2 separate regions of the Macaca mulatta genome follow, and region 1 is linked to region 2. The links are chromatin contacts, called in public Hi-C maps. All regions are on one chromosome and are shown on one strand. Each heading gives the region's core, a stretch centred on a gene start, on an enhancer-like site or on the middle of the called end of the contact. The rest is flanking DNA. Distances are from core to core; before and after follow the strand shown.

Region 1 (5,470 bases), core at 1,158-3,657, 120 kb before region 2:
TGTTGCCCAGGTTGGAGTGCAATGGCATGATCTCAGCTCACTGCAACTTCAGCCTCCTGGGTTCAAGTGATTCTCCTGCCTCAGCCTCCCGAGTAACTGGGATTATAGGCACGCGCCACCATGCCTGGCTAATTTTGTAGCCAGGGGGTTTCTCCATGTTGGTCAGGCTGATCTCAAACTCCCAACCTCAGGTGATCTGCCTGCCTCAGCCTTCCAAAGTGCTGGGATTACAGGTGTGAGACACTGTGCCCAGCCCCATCTGTGGCTCTTAATACTCAACCCAGTTTTACAGAAGTCTGGGATACAAAGAGACTGGCCTAAGTGATTATAGTCAGTCTGTTGATATTTATTTACTAGCTGCTCTCAACTAGCTGTTTCTTGTGAGGCCTGCATGACAACCACTGAATGATACATTCGGGTGCATAAACCCAGCTGTTAAAAAAAAGAAAAAAACCCAAATGTCTGTGGTTAAAGTAAAAACACAAAAATTAAAAGCCATCACTGCCATTCCTCTAAGTTATGGCTGTTTGATCCTATCTGTGGCATAGATAATATGGTCAGTGGATTCTATGATGTCCCCAGAAAATCAGCTCAACCTTCACTCAATTCTTTTCCACTCAACACAACTAAATGCAAAATAAATACAATAACAACCAACCTTCAGTGAACACCCACTGTATGCCAGACCCTGCTCAGTATGTTACAAACACACTCTTTATCAATTTCCCCAGGACCTCTATGGGATAAATACTGTGATTATCCCCATTTTACAGAAGTGGGACTTTAGCTAGAGTTCACTTATCCCCAGTCATACAGCTAGCAGTGGTGGAGCCTGGGTCACTTACCTGGGTATGTGTAACCCCAAATACAGTGTTACCAGCCGTCATGGGATTAAAGGGACAGTGGCCATAATCGAGGGTTTGTTTTTTTTTTCTTTTGAAATGGAGTTTTGCTTTTGTCACCCAGGCTAGAATGCAATGGCTGGACCTAGGGTCACTGCAACCTCCGCCTCCTGGGTTCAAGTGATTCACCTGCCTCAGCCTCCCGAGTAGCTGGGATTATAGATGCGCACCACCATGCCCGGCTAATTTTTGTATTTTTAGTAAAGACAGGGTTTCACCATGTTGGCCAGGCTGGTCTTGAACTCCTGACCTCAGGTGATCTGCCCACCTTGGCCTCCCAAAGTGCTGGGATTACAGGCGTGAGGGTCGTATTTTGAATCTAGTGTAATTTTTTTTTAAACAGTTGACTTATTCACAAATTTTGGTTCTAGCTATCTCACTCTCTGGTCTTAAGCTTTCTGGCACCTTGCTTCTCCTGCCCAGAACTGTACTCCACAGCTGATTCCAGGCACCTTTGCCGGCCTGTCAGCCGGGCCCTGCCTGAGTTTCACTGAACTGACTCACCCAGGCAGTTCAGTGATGGGGAACACCAGTGTCTCATCCTAGAGACAGCAGGACATGGAAGAGGCTCACCTCTATTAGGGTGTGATATTAGCCAAGTCTGTACCATGTGCTGTTGAGAGGTTAAATGGGCGTGCACTGTGTAACGAGCCCAACAGAGGGCCTGGCAGCAGCGGAGAGCTCAAGCAACTGCATCTCTGGTGACAGTGGTTGCTGGCAGGGTTTCTGCTGTTTCCATGTTCCTGGCTCTGACGAGGGAATTAGCTCTAAGGAGACTTAGGGGTGGGGGGTCCCAGAGGTAGGGCTTTCAGTCCCCCAGGCTGAAGACTGCAGCAGGCCCTCACTGCCCTGCCTCTCTGCTCTCTTCAGAGAGCAACAGGTGACACTGGCAGGGAGAAACAAGTGGCGGGCTGGAGGAAAGGGGGAGGCACTTACCAAACACCCGCCGGCGGTTCTTGCGCAGAATGCAAGCCAGGTACTCCTTGCCCTCAGCACTTTCGTGCCAGTTTGGGACAACCACCGAACCGGGCACGGGAGGTCTGGCCATGGCTGGGCACCGCGACGGGGTAGGGAAGTGGCAGAATGCTGAGACCAGGGAGTGCGAAGGGGGGTGACCGTACCAAGCCGGGCCTATGATCCCTCTTAAACGCTGACTCTCCCGGTGGGTACCAGAAAGTGCAGTCCCTCAGTTGCCTCTCTCCTCCACAGTGCTCCCTGGGGATAGTCATCCCATTACTGCCTAGCGAAGGTATTTACCCAGCCCCTCTCCCCTTGTCACCTCCGGGGGTCAGACAGCCCTGCTTCTCCTCTACCTTCTAGATCCCAACTCCCGGGGCTACCTAGCCCTCACCGTCAGCATTCCCGGCGGCGAAACAACCTGGGTGCCGAAGGCCCCTTTAAACGCCCACCCGCGCGCCCATCGCCCCAGCCCGCCAGGCCCGCTTCCGCCCCGCCTGCGTCCGGCTTCTGCCCGTGCTGGCAGCTCAGGCGCCGGTGCTCGCGGCGCATGTGCAGAGGTTGTTGCCATGGAGACGCCGGAGGCTGGATTGGGCGGGTTCCGGGCTGCGTTAGTCCCTCCTACAACGTCCGCAGGCAGCGCCGCGCGACGGCGCTGGATAAGGCCTTTTCCTCTGGGTCGTGGATCCTCTTCTCTGCTACTCCGTCTGATCCCCAGTTTTTCTTCCAAAACATCTTGAAACCCCCCCTTCTCCAGGAGCCTTCCATGCTTCTCTGTGTCTCAGTTTCCTCTTCCATAACGTGGATGTAACATGTCATTCCCTCCATAGCAGTGCTCCACGTTATGATTGTAGCTATTATTAATATTATTGCTCTATTAATCCTGCTCGGCAGGACCTCGAGATGACTTAAACATCTCTAGCTTCACTGATGGGGACACACACCAGCTCAGAGAGGTCAAGGGACTTGGCTGAACTTTTAAAAAAAGAGTCAGAGGCCCGCTGGATTGTATTTTTCATTCATTCATTCATTCATTCATTCAACAAATACTGAGCACCTACTATGTGCCTGGCCCATTCTAAGGGCTGGGAATACAGTGGCCAACAAGAAGTCACTGCCCTCCTGGGGCTGACTTTTCAGCTCTGAAACTCTGAGCTCCCCTCCACCGTTCCAGCACTGGATTCCAGGCCTGTTACCCAGAAGGTGGGTGCTCAGTAAATGCCCATTGGTTGGAAAGGGTACAGGTGGGTCACTACTGAGAGTTTGTCTATTACATTTAATTTTTACCATTATCCTCCCGCAATGCCTTCAAGTAGGGCAAATCACTGTTTTGAAAGGAATAATCTAGGAGTTAAGCTTTACCGAAGGCCACCGAAATGCCAGACACTGGGAGCTTTACAGAGGTCACTGGATTTAATTCTTTTTTTTTTTTTTTTTTTTTGAGACGGAGTCTTGCTCTGTGCCCCAGGCTGGAGTGCAGTGGCGCGATCTCGGCTCACTGTAAGCTCCGCCTCCCGGGTTCACGCCATTCTCCTGCCTCAGCCTCCTGAGTAGCTGGGACTACAGGCGCCCGCCACCTCGCCCGGCTAATTTTCTTGTATTTTTAGTAGAGACGGGGTTTCACCGTGTTAGCCAGGATGGTCTCGATCTCCTGACCTCGTGATCCGCCCGTCTCGGCCTCCCAAAGTGCTGGGATTACAGGCTTGAGCCACCGCGCCCGGCCTAGATTTAATTCTATAAACAAATCTGTATAAGTAGTATTACCCTCTTGTACTGATGAAGACATTCAGAAACATAACATGACTTGTCTGAGGTCACACTGCACAGCTAGTCAGCATGAAACCGACTCAGAACTCACAGCTGGTTTGGTGTGTGGCTCACGTCTGTAATCCCAGCACTTTGGGAAGCCGAGGCAGGCAGATTGCTTAAGCTCAGGAGTTCAAGACCAACCTGGGCAACATAGTAAGACCCTGTCTCTACAAAACAATACAAAAATTAGCCAGGCACAGTGGTGGATGCCTGTAGTCCCAGCTACTTGGAGGCTGAGATGGGAGGATTGCTTGAGCCCGGGAAATGGAGGTTGCAGTGAGCCGAGATCATGCCACTGTACTTCAGCCTGACCGACAGAGCCAGGCCCTGTCAAAAAAAAAACCAAAAAACAAAAAACCCACGCTTCATGCTTACCTGACTCTAAAGTACCTATCTGTTCTACCAGTTTGGGTTTTGTGTTTTTAAAACTTTGCCCCTAGCCACTAGGAGGGCTGTTCCTAGGGAAGCAGAAAGCAGCCAGAGGACTATGAACTCAGATTTTTAAGGCCCATTATGTCCTAAGAGAGGGGACAAGGATGTGTAAGGCCCATTATGTCTGAGAGGGGACGGGGATGTGTAAGACAAAGTGCTTTCTCTCAACTTGCTCACACTATGGCTAGGCAGAAAAACAAGATGAATAAACATTTCTACAGAATTCTGCAGTTGAAATCCTTTGCCCATACTTCCGGGTCACATGGTTCCCGTTCCTACAGCTATCATCACATCTGCCCAGTCAGGGAGATTCACAGTTGTCTCCATGGGCCAGGAGTGACTCAGTGGCAGGGCTCAGATCTAAACTATCTCTGGATTTCCAGACTTCACATCCACCCCTGTCCTTGGTTCGTGGAGGGCTCAGTGAGCGTGTGAGAAGATGAAGCAACTTGGCAGAGTAACATGCCCGTTAATCTGGAACCCAGAGAAGATGTAAAGTCCTCTTGGGGCCAGGTGCGGTGGCTCACACCTGTAATCCCAGCACTTTGGGAGGCTGTTTGAGACCAGCCTGGGCAACACGGCAAAACTTCATCTCTAAAAATATACAAAAAAAGGCTGGGCGCGGTGGCTCATGCCTGTAATCCCAGCACTTTGGGAGGCCGAGGTGGGCGGTCCACCTGAGTTCAGGAGTTCAAGATCAGCCTGGGCAACATGGTGAACCCTGTCTCTACTAAAAATACAAAAATTATCCGGCTGTGGTGGCAGGTGCCTGTAATCCCAGCTACTCAGGAGGCTGAGGCAGAAGAATTGCTTGAACCTGGGAGGTTGAGGTTGCAGTGAGCAGAATCACATCACTGCACTCCAGCCTGGGTAACAGAGCTGAATAAATAAACAAAATAAATTATGTATTTAGTGGAAGGCTGATCAAGGACTCAAAAGAATGCAATCTTTTGTCTCTTATCTACTTTTTTTTTTTTTTTTTTTGAGACAGAGTCTGACTCTGTCACCCAGGCTGGATTGATTGGAGTGGCACAATCTCAGCTCACTGCAACCTCTGCCTCTGGGGTTCAAGCGATTCTCCTGCCTCAGCCTCCCAGGTAGGTGGGACTACAGGCACGCGCCACCTGTCTCACTCTGTCACCCAGGCTAGAGGGCAGTGGTGTGATCTCAGCTCACTGCAGCCTCACCCTCCTCAGGCTCAAGCAATTCTCCTGCCTCAGCCCCGAGAGGAGCTAGGACTACCGCCTGGCTAATTTTTTTTTTTCCTTTTTTTGTATTTTTGTTTGTTTGAGACAAAGTCTCAATTTTGTTCCCCAGGCTGGAGTGCAATGGCGCGATCTTTGCTCACTGCAACCTCTGCCTCCCAGGTT
Region 2 (4,859 bases), core at 2,010-4,509:
CTGTAATCCCAACACTTTGGGAGATTGAGGTGGGCAAATCATCTGAGGTTAGGGGTTCCAGAGCAACCTGGCCAACATGGTGGTACCTGGTCTGTACTAAAAATACAAAAATTAGCTGGGCATGGTGGCAAGCACCTACAGTCTCGGCTACTTGGAAGGTTGAGGCAGGAGAATCACATGAACCCAGGAGGCAGAGGCTGCAATGAGCCAAGATTGTGCCACTGCACTCCAGCTTGGGCGACAGTGAGAGTCTGTCTGAAAAAAAAAAAAATACAAATTGCGAAATTTCGCAACAGGAAGATTTTACTTCAGAAAGATTAATGGCATACTAAAAATATAAGAAAAAACACATTCCAAGTCAGATAACTTGGTTATAACAGCCAAATGCAACACTACTGAATGACATGTGTTTAAAACTGAGAGAAAAACAGGAACATGTCAGTAAGAATATAAACACATGGTGTTTGCTTATCTCCCCACCTTTTTATTTTTTTATTTTTTGAGACGGAGTCTCACTCTGTCGCCCAGGCTGGAGAGCAATGGCACAATCTTGGCTCACTGGAACTGCCACCTCCTGGGTTCAAGCAACTCTCCTGCCTCAGCTTCCCAAGTAGCTGGGATTACAGGTGCCCGCCACCACATCCAGCTAATTTTTGTATCTTTGGTAGAGATGGGGTTTCACCATGTTGACCAGGCTGGTCTTGAACTCCTGACCTCAAGTGACTCGCCCACCTCGGCCTCCCAACGTGTTGGGATTATAGGCGTGAGCCACCACGCCTGACATCTCCTCGCCCTTATATTTTAAGAAAGAAAGGATGATTACAGAAGTCACAGTTACAGATCTTCCTCGGGCAGACGAGACACTCCCATAATGATAATAGCTAACCCTTATGACTCTTGTTCTAGGCATTTCAGCATAGTAACTGGTTAAATTCTTACAATCTACTTTCGAAGTAGCTATCTCTAATGTATACACTTGGGGAAACTGAGACATAGAATCCTTATGTAACTTGCGTAAGATCACACACCTTTTTTTTTTTCAGTAGAGATGGGCTTTTGCCTTGTTGCCCAGGCTGGTCTCAAACTGCAGGGCTCAAGTGATCCACCCGCCTCACCCTTCCAAAGTGCTGGGATTATAGGCATAAGCCACTGCACCCAGCCACATATAACTTTTTTTTTGAGATGGAGTTTCGCTCTTGTTATCCAGGCTGGAGTGCAATGACAATGACGTGCTCTCGGCTCACCGCAACCTTTGCCTCCCAGGTTCAAGCGATTTTCCTGCCTCAGCCTCCCGAGTAGCTGGGATTACAGGCATGTGCCACCATGCCTGGCTAATTTTTTTTTTTTTTCTTTTTCTTTTTTGAGATGGAGTCTCGCTCTGTCGCCCAGGCTGGAGTGCAGTGGCCGGATCTCAGCTCACTGCAAGCTCCGCCTTCCGGGTTTAGGCCATTCTCCTGCCGCAGCCTCCGGAGTAGCTGGGACTACAGGCGCCCGCCACATTGCCCGGCTAGTTTTTTGTATTTTTTAGTAGCGACAGGGTTTCACCGTGTTAGCCAGGATGGTCTCCATCTCCCGACCTCGTGACTAATTTTGTATTTTAAGTAGAGACAGGGTTTCTCCATGTTGGTCAGGCTGGTCTCGAACCCCTGACCTCAGGTGATCTGCCCGCCTCTGCCTCCCAAAGTGGGATTATAGGCGTGAGCCACTACGCCCGGCCTCACATAAATAATTTCTTTTTTTTTTTTTTTTTTTTTGAGACGGAGTCTCACGCTGTTGCCCAGGCTGGAGTGCAGTGGCGCGATCTCGGCTCACTGCAAGCTCCGCCTCCTGGGTTCACGCCATTCTCCTGCCTCAGCCTCCTGAGTAGCTAGGACTACAGGCGCCCGCCACCGCGCCCGGCTAATTTTTTGTATTTTTAGTAGAGACGGGGTTTCACTGTGGTCTCGATCTCCTGACCTTGTGATCCGCCCGTCTCGGCCTCCCAAAGTGCTGAGATTACAGGCTTGAGCCACCGCGCCCGGCCTCTTTTTTTTTTTTTTTTGAGACGTAATCTCCCTCTGTCCCCCAGGCTGGAGTGCAGTGGTGTGATCTCAGCTCACTGCAAGCTCCGCCTCCCAGGTTCACGGCGTTCTCCTGCCTCAGCCTCCTGAGTAGTTGGGACTACAGGCGCCCGCCACCGCGCTCGGCAAATTTTTTGTATTTTTATTAGAGACAGGGTTTCACCGTGGTCTCGATCTCCTGACCTTGTGATCTGCCTGCCTGGGCCTCCCAAAGTGCTGGGATTACAAGCGTGAGCCACCGCGCCCGGGCTTTTTTTTTTTTTTCTTTTTTTTTTTTTTGAGACAGAGCCTCACTCTGTTGGTCAGGCTGGAGTGCAGTGGCATGATCTCGGCTCACTGCACCCTCTGCCTCCCTGGCTCAAGCGATTCTCCTGCCTCAGCCTCCCGAGTAGCTGGGATTATAGGCATGCGCCACCACCCCGTGTTTTTAGTAGAGACGGGTTACATCATGTTGGCCAGGCTGGCCTTGAACTCCTGACCTCAGGTAATCTGCCTGCTTCGGCCTCCCAAAGTGCTGGTATTACAGGCGTGAGCCACCGTGCCTGGCCAATAATTTTCAGAGGTAAAACTAACGTATTTATTATCTACCATTAAAGACCCAGGAGAACTTTAGTAGCTGGGAATCCCACTGGTTGTCCCAGCTGAGGTGCAATATTATCTTTTACCGTCTTTACCTTACGATAGCGGATATGGTGTTAATAAATGATTAGAATACTGCTTTATGAGCAGGAAATAATGTAATCATTTTCACCCTATCAGAAATAATAAAATGTTTTCTGCATGAGCAGATATTTTTCATGATTTGTTGGTGTTTAAAAATGTTTTCAGAATTATGAAGATACCATTATCTGTAGTTTAGGAAAACTACGACTCACTTTAAAAGAAAAAAAAGTTTTAAGTGCCTGCCCTTAGAAAAGATGGTTCCCAAGAACACACTTCCGGTACTCGAGATGATGACTTCCCTTGAACTCCCATTCTGTAAGACGGATAACGCGTTGGCCCTTAAGAAAGATGGCATCTTTCCGCCTTCTCTGCCCCCTTCCAAGATGGCTGCCCCAATGTACTCTTGGGACCTTGCCTGGCGCCTCTTCCGGGCTAGGCAGCGGGCGGGGTCCTTTGAGTAAAGCCTTGCGTGCCTGCGCCCGCGACGGAGGCGCGCTTCAAAGCGCAGGCGCGGGGAGGGGGTTGGGGAGGAGGGAAAGCGGCGAGTAAGATGGAAGATGAGGAGGTCGCTGAGAGCTGGGAAGAGGCGGCAGACAGCGGGGTAAGGAGGAGCCGCCGCCCCAGGGCAGGGCCGGGCGCGACCTGGCGTGAGGGGAGCCTCCGGGGAGCGGGTCTGGAGATAGTTCTCCCCAAGGAAGGGCCCCACACGCCGGGCTGGGGGTGGAGGAGAGGCCCCCAGTTCCTGAGTGCCGTGAAGGCCTCTTAAAGGGGCCGCGATCCATTTCTCTCCTTTCCTTTGCCTGGTGCGCCTCCCTCCGCCCACTAACGCGCGCGTCACCCGGGGCGCTCCACCCGCCACTTGGGGCCTCCTTTCCTGACCCCCCGCGCCCGCTCGCTGGCCCCAGGCCTCTGTGACTCTTTCCGACGGGCCCTGTCGCCCGAGGCACCATTTTAAAGTTCATGTGGTCTGACGGGGAGGGACACACCATGTGGGTGGGTGGGGGGGCTTGCGCAGACCCGGGACGCACGTCCGGCTTCGCAGGAAAGCGGGAGGAGGCTGCCGAGGGCGGGGGGTGGGGGGAAGTTGAGTCCTCTTTGGGCTACTCAACTCTGCTAAAATCCCCCACCATCCGTCACGGTGGGCGAGTCTGGGTTTTTTTGTCTTTCACTTTTACTCCAAGAAGAGTTTGTGGGCAGGCAGGCAGGTCTCACGGGGACACTGCCAAAGCAACCGAAAGCTCTGCGGGCAGCCCCTCTGCCACTCAGCGATCCGAGGCCCTGGGAGGGTCTAGGAGTGCGCTTGTCGGAGTCCGGGGGAGGGGTGTGATATGTAAAACAGCCGCATTCCTGGGAAAGGAGTGGGGAGATGGACCGTTCGACTTGTTTTGGGAGTTTTTGTTTGCCTCCAGAAACTGTAGGAAAATAGTTTATCTCAAACAGGATCTGTGAATTCTCTTAGATTCGTGAATAATTTGGTCTTTTCAAAGTTTGTGGTGAAGATGGGGAGATGCCTTTTTCGTCTCCTCGTGTTCGTGTCTGTTCAATGCTGGCTCCACTGACATCCACCTTAAAGGTTTACGTGTGTGAGGAGTCGAGTGTACCAGGGTAGAGTAGGCGCTGGGTTTTTTTTCCTAAGCGCTTTTTGAGGGTGCTTGTGAGCCCTGGAAGAGGCCGGGAAATTGACCCTGGCAGCAGTCAGTGGGTGTATCTAGCTCTACGGGAATGGGGAATGTTGAAACTTGACTTTGAAGTTTTTCCGCTGGTTCAGCATTTCTCTCACGGTTGTTTATGTTTTTCCATTTAGCATAATTGAGAATTTGAAGGATTAGTTCGTTCAGAGGATATTTAGTAGCGTTCTTAATGTGACAGCCATCTTTCTTGAGTTTTGGCTTAAGTAAAGAAAGTTAAAGATTTTATAGGGAGTAACAGGTGTCAGTTGGCTCCTTGTTCATTCAGCCCGCATTTTTGAGTGTCAGCTATATGCTAGACAGTGTTCTTACCAGTAACTTTGTGCCAGAAAATGCAATATTTTCGGCACAGGCGTTTACTGCCTACCACTAATCTGAGTGAATCATCCAGACACCCCTCATGTCATCCCCTATAAAAAAGCTTGGCTTACAATTTTAATGTCATGCA

What was found. Hi-C and Micro-C count contacts between places; a contact is called where the count stands out from the background.
Region 1: a contact with region 2 is called in a Hi-C map of liver, with 3 times the contacts expected there. The contact joins the promoter of CPLANE2 here to the promoter of SZRD1 in region 2. A contact is called at or near these places in 3 of 14 Hi-C or Micro-C datasets (CD4 T cells, cortical neurons and liver).

The regions. Positions count from the first base shown.
Region 1 is chr1:224,785,088-224,790,557 of T2T-MMU8v2.0, reverse strand. CPLANE2 (ciliogenesis and planar polarity effector complex subunit 2) reads right to left here and starts at 2,407. Exons shown (of 8, transcript XR_013407320.1): 1 at 2,254-2,407; 2 at 1,839-2,117.
Region 2 is chr1:224,670,214-224,675,072 of T2T-MMU8v2.0, reverse strand. SZRD1 (SUZ RNA binding domain containing 1) reads left to right here and starts at 3,259. Exons shown (of 3, transcript XM_015121362.3): 1 at 3,259-3,324. The coding sequence starts at 3,281.